Regions from separate parts of the Mus musculus genome. Here regions 1, 2 and 4 are each linked to region 3. A link is a contact called in public HiChIP or PLAC-seq data. All regions are on one chromosome and are shown on one strand. Each heading gives the region's core, a stretch centred on a gene start, on an enhancer-like site or on the middle of the called end of the contact. The rest is flanking DNA. Distances are from core to core; before and after follow the strand shown.

Region 1 (2,720 bases), core at 8-2,507, 710 kb after region 3:
AGGTGAGAAGGAAGATCATATGAGACTTAAGGCTGGAGAGGCTGTCACAGGGAGCAGCCATTGCTGTCCTTCCTGCAAGGAACTAACCTGAGCACCTAGAATCATGAAAGCAGTGACTAAGCAAAGGGTAGTGTATTATGTCAAGAACTGCTTCCTGAAGCATTTTTAAAATGAGGTTAATTATCATCATAAATAGCTAGAATATTGGGGTTATGCCAGACTAATAATGTAGTTATGATAACATGCTAATAAGTTGAGAAAAATTTAGCTGATTGGTCCATAGGTTTAGTATGGAGAACTCATAGTAGGATGTCAGAGTGGGCTGGCCAACCCTAGCAAGATGGCCACCCAAGAGACTTCTGTTTTCTATGTAGTGGAAGTGAGGCCTGAGGGTCAGGCAGCTGCTCAAGGGGCCATGATTGTGCCTTCGCTGGAATCTTTCCCAGGCTCCTCGGTTTTGATTCAGTCCTATTATTTTGGAGTTGTGAGACTCAGAAAAGGTCACAAACCTTGAAGAAAGCTCATCAATGGAATAAGAGGATGGCATCTCCATCATATCCTTCACAGCATCTTAAGAGGGTCAAATTTGAAAGTGCTAACAAAATGTTCTATAGAGCACCAGCATCTCTTTCCTTGCTGGCTACAGTTGCCAGGTGACCAGCTGCATTATGGTCCCTTTGCCACAGCTCAAGCCTCTAGCTTCACGTTGCATTTTGTCCACCATGAGGAACTTTGCTTGCGCACACTCTGAGCCCAAACAAATCCTCCTGTCCTTAAGCTGCATGTGTCAAGTATTTTGTTGCAGAAATGGAGTAGGCTGTTGCTGTGACAGACCTGGTTATGTGCTTTGTAGGTCTTTGCAGAAAAATATGGAGCACATCGGAGAGGCAGGCTAGAGAAACCTTAGAATTCTGAAAACAAACTTAATCAGACATTCTGGTGGGAAGAGCAGCATATGGAGAGAGATGTGTGCAGCAGAGTCCTGGCTCATGACGGGTCAGCTGGAACAAGGACTGAGTTAGACTTTGAGCTTTTGAACAACATTAGAAATGCTATGGTTTTGAAAGCTCTTACAAATGAATTAAACACATTTCCTATTATGAGAGATCCAGGAGCTTTTGGGGAATCTAATAATTGTAGAAAGTGGGCTTTTATGTCACCTAGACTGGATTTAGATTTACCTAGAAGACATGTGTCTGCATGTGTCTAAGGGGGGATTTCCAGAGAGGGTTAACTGAGGAAGGAGTGTGGGCAGTTCCATTCCATGGACTTGGGTCACAGAATGACTAACAAGGAGAAAGAGAAAGCAGTGCTTGGCTGAGTTGTGAGCTCTGATGCTCAAGCCAAGATCTGTGTATTTAGCACATACTCGGGTTTCCACGTAAGTCCTTCATTAAAGTTTGGATAAGCTCAAACATCCCAATAGAAAACTGGTATGAAGGCTAAGAATATTTGGCAGTTATAAAAACCCAGGAGTGTCTTCATTGACCTGAAAATCCAAATTGTAGGCAGGCCTGATTCGTGTTCTCACAGCGGGAAGAATTGTTGACTTTTTCTTTTTTTTCTTTTTTTTTTTTTAACAGTTTTTAGAAGTTGTCTACTATTTTATATTTCCGTTCTAATTCCACTGTAAGCTCAAGTCACATTTACTCCTGACCTCAGACTATATACCAGGCATGAAGAAGAGTGAAGTGGGCAGAGTCTTGTGAGATAGATGAGGTGTCACACAAATAATTATCCTCCCAGGTATGCCATAGAGAGGAAAGCAGTAGCTTTTGTCTGTGTGGTAGGTGAGAGAAGTGATGTCTACCTAGGAGGCCAGGGAATGACTCATGAAGCCGCTCCCTCAGCCTTCGGAGTTTTAGGCACAGTCTCCTTGATAAGGGAATCTTCTAGATCTTAAGGACCAGGGCAGACCATTTCTTTGAAAACCTTTCGTTATGTAAACCAGATTGCAAGGCCCAAGCTCTCTGTGGCTAGGTCTAAGACTCTCAACCTCCTGGCGTCCCAGTGAATAGCCCTTAGGCAAACCCCATAGACTCTGTTTCTCATCTGGAAAATAGGAGTCATAATATTTACTTCAAGGGTAATGTTGCAATATTTAATTGATGTTTGCAAAACCTTCTGAGATCTACAGATGAAAGGCCCCTGAGAAACACCACACAGTTATTAAAGAGAAGTTAGTGCCTTTGTCAGTTCTCAACAGTAATACATTTCCTCAATATAGGCCCTCTTAGGAGACTACTGGGGTGCACTTCCAGATATGAATAGGAAGAAATATGTTTGCTTAGTTTTCTCATCCTCTCTAGTACTTCAGCATCATCCTAGACAGTTCTATCTTCTTCTTTTGTTTTGTTTTTCCATTTTTGAGGCAACAGACTTGCTTTCTTACTTACTGAGAGTTCCCTGCAGCAGGCTGTGAGTGAGGAGACATCCGTCCCTGTGTATTCAGATATCCACAGAAGACACATATCTTCTAGCAAGCTTCTCGAGTTCAGATATTCACTACTTCCTGCTTTTTGAACTAAGGTAGAAACATCATGCTCATCTGGGATACCAGTGACATCTTCATTGCTTGCAAAACACAGATCTATTGTGTTCAAAACATGGACTTTGGTACTCTTCATGTCTCCGTTCTAGAAAATTGATGGATTCTTTTGTCTGTGATTCTTTAGTCAGGAGAAGGAGACTCCATCTTGTTGATTTTGTTTCCTTCTGCT
Region 2 (2,997 bases), core at 226-2,725, 890 kb after region 3:
CTGTGTTAGGACCTAGTCTATCACATGTATAGTCAGTGTATAGTCAGTATCACTCAGCTTCAGGTGGGACTGGGCTTGAAGGACCACACTGCATGGCCTAGCATGTGAAACACCAGCAGAGGGTAGGGTTGGGGATTTGTAGGGCTGGGGTGGTCATAAAACCTTTGTCAGAATTTGTCCTGCTCCCTTGAGAGACCAATGGGATCATCAAGGATGTCTCTACTGCCCATCGTAATAACACTACAGGATGCTTATCTTTCATGGTCTAGGACCAAGTTGGAGGACTAATATATATCTGTAGTCCCCTCTCTCGTAGACCTATGAAGTCTTATTGATAATGGTGCTTTCCTCTTACTTATTTTACCATGGAAGTCAGGTGGCTGTTTTTGCCTAACAGTACTGCCATCCTGGGCACTCAGGCTGCAGAGCAAATACTTTGAATTCAGCAGTTACTCATGCACAGAGTGCTGGAAATGCAAGCAGCACTAAATTTAATAGCATTTCTTCATCTTTAGAGTAATGAAAACTGAGGCCTAGAGGGGTTGTGTAAATGTAATTATCCATTAGCCATTAACCTTGACCTGCATGATCTTAAGACTTAAAAGGTCAACAGATGTCTAGAGCTTTAGATTGTGGGCTACAGTGCACTAAAGAATTATACATAAGGTTTGATGGAAGTTACCGGAAGACTGGACTTGGGAACCATATCACTGAGGTGTAGATTTCTCACTGTTACTGCGCAGGCCCATCTTTCCACTCTCAGTAGCTCTGGGTCCTGTCATCTCTAAAGTGTGGAGGGTAAGGCTTGTATGACTGATCTCAGAAGTTCTGGTAAGCATCAGGAGAGAGAAAGGATGTGAAAGTTGTTTGTACTTGCTATGTAAGTGCAGGAATCCTTCTTCCTGCTAACAGGTTGATGCTGCAGGCAGAGCTCAGAGGATGTGTCTGTTTTCAGTGGCCTCTCTCCTCCTGAGGGTACTTTGCATGAATCTGTCCGCAGCGTTCATCTTTTAACCGCTGTCACGAGCTAACAAGGTGTCAGTCACTCTCACCGAGCCACTTATCGTATGGCATGGGATAACCGAACCTACAGCCACACTCACAAAGAGCTGAGGTGACCACTGAGGGAAGAGGGAAGTTCTGAGCTTAGCCATGCTCTCAAGAGATATTTAGATATTTGACTCATTATTATATATATATATCCAACACACCTTCCACAGTCTGTGCTGTTTACACTGAAAGCGAAAAAGTTGAAAGGGAAGAATCCTGCAATAACACAGCAAAAGAAACGGGGGCGTGAGGGGAGACAAGGACAGGGCTGATGAAGCCTCGGCATCTTATCTCTGGACTATAATTGACGATCTGAATGTTAGTATGAGATCTAAAGTGAAATGAATCGGTGGTTTCAGTTCCGGATATGGTATGCAAAGAAAAAAAAAAAAAAAAAACCTTGCTCTTTGAAATTCAGCACTTCCTTGTCTGTGCTTCAGGAAGCCACACGCCTGGTGTTGAGTGTGGAAACTGACTCATATCTGGCCCTTTGAGATTAGCCTCTCCAGCCCCCCCCCCCCCAGACTGTGGGCAGGATCTGGGGCCTAATGGGAAACCAGAATGGGGTCTGGCCTAATCTGGATCAGACACAACATCATTGGTACACATGCCTTTCAAGGTCCTTCCACATGGTTCTAGAGGCAGTGGCTCTTCTGGGCCATCCCCAGAGCATTGACGGTGCACTTGGCAGTGGGTAAGTGACCTGAGATGGAAGGAAACAGAATCACAAATGCAGTGCCTCCCAGCACTGTACTGTCATGTTAAAGGAAACCAGAGAACTGAGCCACTTGGTGGAAGTGCCTGGCCCTGAGATCTTATCATGTGCCTTCCCACCAAAAAGCCTCAACAATTAACAGCCATTTTCCCCTTTGACTGTCCCAACAAGCTTCTGTATGATAGTTAGGGGTTAGGGACAGGGAGAAGTAATTTGCACTTATTTAGAGTTTATTGAGAAGGAAGAAGCTTATCAGAGACTATAGCATGAAACCCTGGGCAGGTGGCAGGGAGCTCGGGTCTCCTGCACTCAGCCATAAGTGGTTTCCAGGCATTTTACAGACCGTCTCAAGACGGGAAAGGCCCACTAAAACAGCATATCTGTTTGGTTCTAGTTTTCATGTTCAAAAATATCTTGCCCAGGAGGAGGGTGAAGGTGCTGGCTTAAAAGAGAAGTCAATGGGAGACAGAGTGCAGAGAGAAAGAACCAACAGAACCCAGCTCAGCAGTAGAAGGTCCAAGGTCCTTTTTGACCTTTGGCTAGACACTTAATCTCTCTGACCTTCCCTGACCCCATCAGTACAGTGCAATTGCTACTTACAAAATGAGATCATGCATGGGGAAGTATTTGTTTTATGGATGGAAAGCGCCATGCAAAGATTCATCATTAGTCTTTTGAATATTAATGGTTAACCTGTGTTGCAAATGAAGGTATAGCCACCACCCCAGAATGAGGACTGATCTTCCCACCTTTCTTTCCTAAGACAGATCAGTCTGCACTTTTTTTTTTTTTTTTTTTTTACCTACATGCTCCTTACTTCCAAAATGGGTATCCTGATCAGAAAAGCAGAGTGAGAAGATTAAGACCTTGTCCCGGAAGATGAGAAGAGTTAGAAGAAGAAAATCCACAATAAGAATAATTTTAATGAGGCACGTAGCATGTGTTTGAGATCCTTGGCAGCTCAAACAAAAGAAATGGGGGACGGATCGCATTATGCAGCTGCCTTTATCCACTAAAGAAAGAGCAGTTATGAATCAGGGTCAGCCAACTCCTTCCTAGTCATAAGCATGCCAAGAAACATGCATTCTTGGTGAAGGGCTATCAAAGTTAAGTGATAGAATCTTTAAAAGGAGACACATGGAGGGGGATGCTCCAATCTGAGCAGTAGGTGACATCCCCCCCCCCACCGCCGTGAATTTGTGTGTACCTTTCTAGAACGACACACACAAGCA
Region 3 (2,817 bases), core at 60-2,559:
TGGACACAGCAGGGCAGATGAGAATATCTAAAATAGTTTTCTAGAACTGTATTTGTCTGTCAGCAGGGTGACAGCCATAGTCTTGGGACAGGAAAATAGAGACAGAGACAGAGAGACAGAGAGAGAGACAGAGAGACAAAGGGAGAGAAAGCGATCAGGCATAGATTTTTAAGTCTCAGAGTTTGAGATGCCCTGGAGCATTCTGGGTAAGTAGTGGTTTGGTGAGGGAGGGGGAAAAGAAAATCCATGGATCTTGTAACATTTAGGGAAAGGGAAAAGATTCAGCTCAGTGGCATGACTGGGCTTGACTAGACAGCTATAGTCTATGAGAACAAACCTGAGAGTCTCATCTGACCTCTGCTGAACTGGATGAACATCTTCGCTGCGATGCTCTTCTGACACAGAGTTTAGGAGCTCACAGTTGGAAACCACAGCTCCGTAGGGCTGTGGGATTGGCTTAGAATAGCTGTAATACAAAGACTGGAGAGCCTGAAACAGCCAAGTGCAGCCAGCCCCTCCCATCTCCACACTACTGCTTCAAACACTTGTAGACATGAAAGGCTTGTCAGGGGAATGTTAAGGGTAGCCAAAAGATGGAGATGGTAGTCTGTGTGAGAAACATGCTAGTGAAGTCCTGGGTGCTAAGCAGAGCGTTTGTGGTCAGCATAGTTGGGAACAAGTGGATAGGGATTCAGGCAGAGCTTGGCTTACAAAGCTAGGAGTAGGTGCACATCTTCATACCTGAGCCAGGCTCAGAGGCAGGTCGAGTCCTGCTAGGGTAAAGAAAAAGAAATGCATTCTCGTTTCACTTTATAGCAACAAGGAGGCAGAAGCCCAGCCCAGGAGAAATGATATGTGCAAGGAAGTGAAAGGGGACTGCTGGCTCCAAGTTTGAAGAGAAGAACCACTCCCTGGGGGTATGGAAGTTGGGCTAACAGCCAGACTGAAGGAGCTGATTTCTTGGAGCTATAAACCTAGAAATTCGAAGCACTGACTTTTTCCTTACTGAAAATGAGGTTTACTCATTGCTTAACCTAAGGTCTTTACAGAGCCCACATGGCATCCCATACAGACGACTAGAAGAAGAAGAGGAAGAGGAGGGAGAGGAGGAGGAAGAAGAAAAAGAGAGGAAGAAGGAGAAGGAGGAAGAGGAGGAGGGAGGGGAGGAGGAAGAGGAGGAGGAAGAGGAAAGCCAGGGGTCTCTAGGTGCACCAACTGGCCCCCTAGTTCCCTGTGTGACTTTAAGTGAGACTCACCACCTTCCTGAGCATCAATCATCCCATGTCTTACATGTTGGTGTTGGATCACAGCAGAGCTATGCAGCTGTGTTCCATGAAGCCAAGAGATCCAGGCAGGGAACACACAGGCTCCATCCTGGCAGATGCTCGGGGAAAGAACAAAGAAGCAGAACTTGATCCTTGATCCTCTGTAGCTTGGAGCAGTTCTGTTGTTAAGTTTAGTATGTTGGGTTTCCCTATAAGATTTTATTTGAAAGTCACAATAAGAGAGGAAATCAAAAAGAAAGGGAGCCAAGGAGAGCGTGAGGCTGGATGGTCTCCAGCCTGTTGCAGGCTGGCTGCTGTTTTCTGACTCACCCCAGTGTTCTGCCCACACTTTCAAGAACCACTTCCCTTCCTCTCTGCCACCATCTCAGGGAAGAATCCATAGCGTACGTAAGCCCAGAAAAAAGCCACTGCTTAGATCTCATTTCCCAGCTCTGAAGAGTGCTGGCTCACAGAGAAGAAAATTGGGGGATTTTGTGGGCTGAGTGGGAGGAGACCTGAGGCCCAGGGCTGTAAATCAGGCTTGGAGGTTTGGATTCCCAGCAGCCTGACCTTCAGACACCCTTCCCTCCTCCGGATACCTTCATGCTCACACTCAGGCACAGGGAAGCATGCCCAGCTTCACACTGCCCCTGGAAGCAGGGCCCACTTGGAAGAGCTGTTTTGATTTTTCAGGAAAAATTGCTCATAGCCAAACTTCCCTCCCCAAGACCAACACAGGCAGGGATTTCCTACGTGCTTGAACAAGGAATATTCTGGAAGTCTGTTGGCCACCGTCTGGCCAAAAAAAAAAAAAAAAAAAAAAAAAAAATTAAAACACAACAATAATAATACAAAAAACCCCACATAGCTAACATACCCACCTGAGGTAGAGTATCATATATAATTTTATTTTTGTTCCCTAAATAAGCCCTTCTGCTGCCAGTCTCAGTACATCTCAGATAGGCCTACTTGCCCATTGCCGACTCCACATGGCATGTCTCTCAGTTCCCCAATCCACAAATCCAGGAATTTCACAAGCTTGGGAAGTTGGCACACCAGAGAAACTGATTTCTTTTGCCCTTGCACAATTCCCCTGTCGATAGAGTGCGTCTTTCTGACAGGAAAGAGTTGGCTGAAACTACTAAACCTGTGTGGGGTGCTGGTGTGGGAGTCAAGGGTGCAAGTCCCTGGTCTTCCCTCTCTGTGGTCACCAGCGAGTCGCTTCCTCCTTCTAGGCCTGCTTAAAGACAAGGCTCCTCCATTCAGGTAGTTTGTATGCATAGCTTTCCTTGACCAAGTCTCAGCTGAAGGCAATGTGGAATACCTCGGCGGAAAATGATTCCGGAGATCGCTAAAACATCTGTTGTCGAAATCAGTCTTGCTTCCGGCAGCAGAACAATCCCTCATCCCCCGAAATCCCAGTGTGTCGAAGGTGAGGCTTGTAAGGACCAACTCAGAAGGTGAAAGCTCTGGTAGCGGTTACACCGCAGGTCTTGGAGCAGAGGCCGGTAAGTGCAGGTCTAGAGGGGCTCCTAAGAGAGCTTTTACCTAA
Region 4 (2,900 bases), core at 293-2,792, 800 kb after region 3:
CCTACATGGGCAATGAACCTGCATGGGCAATGACCTCAGTCAAGAGGAAGCCCTCTGCAGGCCTTATCCTATACCGTTCCTGCAAGAAGGGGCTGGGGCAATGGGTTCCAGGGTTTGCAGCCCGCAACAGAGTTGCAAATCTGGACTAGGGGGTCAGAGAGTGGAAGGCAGCTACTGCATTTCTTCTTTCTTTCCATACCACCCTTGCCTTTCCTTTTCCTGTCTTCTTTGCCAATTCTAAGTGTCCTTCCTATATTTTTGTGGTGGTTGTTTTCCATCTGCTGTTCTTGACTTATTTCATCTTTCATTATTTAAATTTAAGTAGGTGATAGCACTTCTCTAAGTTGACTCACGACTCCCACTCTGCTCTGCCTCCTTAACCTTCCCCCGTTCTCTCTCCATGCTGGTCATTCTTGATTTCTTGACATTTTTTTCTTTTTTTGGACATTCCAATGGGTACTGTCTCAGGCCACCTGCATAGTGTTTCTGGTGCTGACTCCCATTGCCCCACATGGCCACACGTCTTCTTTGACTTTCGGGAGCTTGCTTTAACAAACACGTTTTCAAAGGCACCGTCCCTCTACAGGCCGTGTAAAGATGCTGCACACTCCTCTTCTTCTCTCTGCTCTCTGCTGATCTACACACGTGTAACCCTGCAGCTTACTCTCCTCTTGTTCATTGTCTGCACGGTAGGAAACCAGAACATAAGCTTTATGGAGGGCAGGGCTATTTGTCTATTTAGGACAGAGTCTGGCATGATAAATGGAGTAAGAGAGCAGATATGATTCTTTCTAGTGATCGACAAAATATGTACGCGTACTATTTTACTACTAGAAATTAAGTTCATTAAATATTTTATCAGTTCAATCGCCATCACTAACTATACTTGCGATAAAGGTATTAAGTGTTTTATAGATAGCCTCACTGCTCTAGATTCTGTGTCCCCTGTACTGTGTTTGAGGCACCAGATCAGGTCTGGCTTCTTGTAAACAGCTGACAGGCCAGCATTTCTCCTCCGTGTCTCTACTAGTGAAGTAGCTTGCACGCTCCCTGTGGACCTTGTGGAATTATTGGGTTAATTCGATAGCACTTCAACATGGAGTCGACTCCAAGGCAAGTCACCCATGCGTGGTTCACTGTTGCACACCAGTAAAGGACTGGACGAGTGGCTTCCAATGATGATGGAAACATCTAATGGGATAAGAGAGGCAGGTGTTGTGTGCAACTTAGTCTTCACGGGGGGACTGAGCTAAGAAAAGGATCTTAGGCAATGTGAGTGCTATTTGCGAGCGTATCAGGAGGGAACGGGAGCAGAGGCCAGCTATGTCATGGAATATTCCTTGCTTTCTTCCATTCCCCTCAAGCTCCGTGCTGGTGCGTCTCTTGCTGTGTATTATTGACAGAGGAAATGCTGATTCATGGGTCTAAGTTACAGGAAACCTTGTTTCCTGGTGAAGAAACAAGCTTGGTGGAGCTGCCAGCACCCTCCCTGCCAGTTGCTGCCACATGTCCTGCTCTGGGCCTGCACCCAGGCCGTCTGAGGAGGGGCAGGCCCCCTCAAGCTTAGCCAGTGAGATCACTTTCCCTGGCCCAGCTCCTCACCATGCCTCTCTGGGCCTTTCTGCTCTGACCTTACAATACCTTTCCAGCCCATCTCCCTTGCTTCCTGCTTGCTCCACCAGCTGAAGCCACCAATGAGCATGCCCAGCTCTCCCTGGGCACCTTGTATTTCCCACTCTGTGCCATGGCTCCTCATGTTCCCTGCCTGAACTGGCCCCTGAGCCCGTGTTGGCCCACTGAAATCCTACCTCCCCTTGAGCTCTGCACAGCTGTTCTGCTATATGAGGCCCGCTCTGCTTCCTTCTATTTATTACTATTCCTTTTAGTAGGGGTGTTTCCAAATATGTGAGCATTTGCGTACACTTACCAGCTCCAGCAGCTACCTGATTCCTCCTAAGTAGCCCCAGTTACTTTGACGGAGATTTTTGAGCTCCCTTAGCCAACTCTTGTAGTCCTACTTAACTTATGTTTCTTGAGTTGCACACAGAAGAAGGTCAGTCAGTGGCTTTACTCACCATGAAGCCAAACAGACATGGATTGAGCCAGCCAGTATTACAAGACAGTCAGTGGCAAGCTAAGATCTTTTCTTTTTTTCCTGAGAGGCCTCATTGAAAATGGTCATGTAGTTACTGTATCTAAACACAACAGATGTTCAAGTTACATTATTATCACATGTGTATAAAATAAAAAAAATTAATCTGCTAGCCAGCTGATGAATACAGGGACTTCTTAAGCTCGGCACCGAGCAATCAGCACTGGGCAGCCCTTTCTGAGGTCTGCTGTGTTCTGTTATCTGATCTCCTCCTGCTGCAGGAGATGGCTGATTTAGATGAAGAGAAAGCCATCTGATAATAAAGGCCTGTGTGAGTTAACCAAAGTTTAAAACGGTAAGTGTTATAAAATCATGTCTCTTTGGCTGTTACATGGATTAGAAAGCAGACATTCAGTAATGGAGGAATTTAACTACTCTGAAGTTACCTCTAGTTAGACAGATAGGAAGAGAAATGAAGGAAGTTTAATATGTGCACTTGGACTTTGGAAGGCTGGGAGCAAAGGCATGAAGAGACCATTGGGAAGGTAAAGCAAGAAATAGAAAGCCAGTCCTGGAAGAATGGCACACTTTCATCTGGACCGGACACAGCTCACGCCTGGACTTTGGCCTATAGTAAGGAGTCACCTGAAAGTCCAGTCTAAGGTGCTTGGACATTCCTGTGTCACAGTAGGAGGAAGAGTCTGGTCATGAGCCAAGAGCTGAAGAGTGGAGAGGGGATAGGAAGGTAGTCACCTCAGTTCCTAGATCACACAGAGGGTCTGCCACCAGTAAAGCAAGAGACCAACAT

Evidence for each region. HiChIP or PLAC-seq counts read pairs in DNA pulled down with a chosen protein or histone mark.
Region 1: a contact with region 3 is called in an H3K27ac HiChIP or PLAC-seq map of the NIH/3T3 cell line, with 4 times the contacts expected there. The contact joins two enhancer-like sites. A contact is called at or near these places in 1 of 39 promoter capture datasets (the SN4741 cell line), 3 of 484 Hi-C or Micro-C datasets (the HPC-7 cell line, embryonic stem cells and reprogramming fibroblasts), 11 of 115 datasets of contacts at active chromatin or transcription factors (the 230-238 cell line, the NIH/3T3 cell line, astrocytes and 3 more) and 1 of 9 other capture datasets (embryonic stem cells).
Region 2: a contact with region 3 is called in an H3K4me3 HiChIP or PLAC-seq map of bone marrow-derived macrophages, with 6 times the contacts expected there. The contact joins two enhancer-like sites. A contact is called at or near these places in 2 of 39 promoter capture datasets (the C10 cell line and the SN4741 cell line), 9 of 484 Hi-C or Micro-C datasets (the 63-12 cell line, B cells, LSK cells and 6 more), 15 of 115 datasets of contacts at active chromatin or transcription factors (T-cell acute lymphoblastic leukemia, Th17 cells, acute myeloid leukemia and 8 more) and 1 of 9 other capture datasets (embryonic stem cells).
Region 4: an HNF4G HiChIP or PLAC-seq map of pancreatic cancer cells shows a contact between it and region 3. The contact joins two enhancer-like sites. A contact is called at or near these places in 4 of 484 Hi-C or Micro-C datasets (LSK cells, liver, myocytes and 1 more), 13 of 115 datasets of contacts at active chromatin or transcription factors (T-cell acute lymphoblastic leukemia, astrocytes, cardiomyocytes and 7 more) and 1 of 9 other capture datasets (embryonic stem cells).

Annotation. Positions count from the first base shown.
Region 1 is chr16:24,333,163-24,335,882 of GRCm38.p6, reverse strand. No RefSeq gene overlaps it. Among named protein-coding and RNA genes, the nearest start is that of Gm38456, 38 kb to the right of the region's middle. Within about 2 kb of position 1,257, at least 14 of the 459 cell types and tissues checked have an H3K27ac peak or open chromatin away from gene starts, as enhancers often do. A contact at or near this core is called in the NIH/3T3 cell line, where this site is marked.
Region 2 is chr16:24,150,024-24,153,020 of GRCm38.p6, reverse strand. No RefSeq gene overlaps it. Among named protein-coding and RNA genes, the nearest start is that of Gm32126, 8.0 kb to the left of the region's middle. Within about 2 kb of position 1,475, at least 134 of the 459 cell types and tissues checked have an H3K27ac peak or open chromatin away from gene starts, as enhancers often do. A contact at or near this core is called in T-cell acute lymphoblastic leukemia, Th17 cells, bone marrow-derived macrophages and 2 more, where this site is marked.
Region 3 is chr16:25,040,958-25,043,774 of GRCm38.p6, reverse strand. No RefSeq gene overlaps it. Among named protein-coding and RNA genes, the nearest start is that of A230028O05Rik, 17 kb to the left of the region's middle. Within about 2 kb of position 1,309, at least 137 of the 459 cell types and tissues checked have an H3K27ac peak or open chromatin away from gene starts, as enhancers often do. A contact at or near this core is called in the NIH/3T3 cell line, T-cell acute lymphoblastic leukemia, Th17 cells and 4 more, where this site is marked.
Region 4 is chr16:24,237,038-24,239,937 of GRCm38.p6, reverse strand. The region is part of intron 1 of Gm31814 (a long non-coding RNA gene); the gene reads left to right. Among named protein-coding and RNA genes, the nearest start is that of Gm31814, 25 kb to the left of the region's middle. Within about 2 kb of position 1,542, at least 143 of the 459 cell types and tissues checked have an H3K27ac peak or open chromatin away from gene starts, as enhancers often do. A contact at or near this core is called in T-cell acute lymphoblastic leukemia, astrocytes and pancreatic cancer cells, where this site is marked.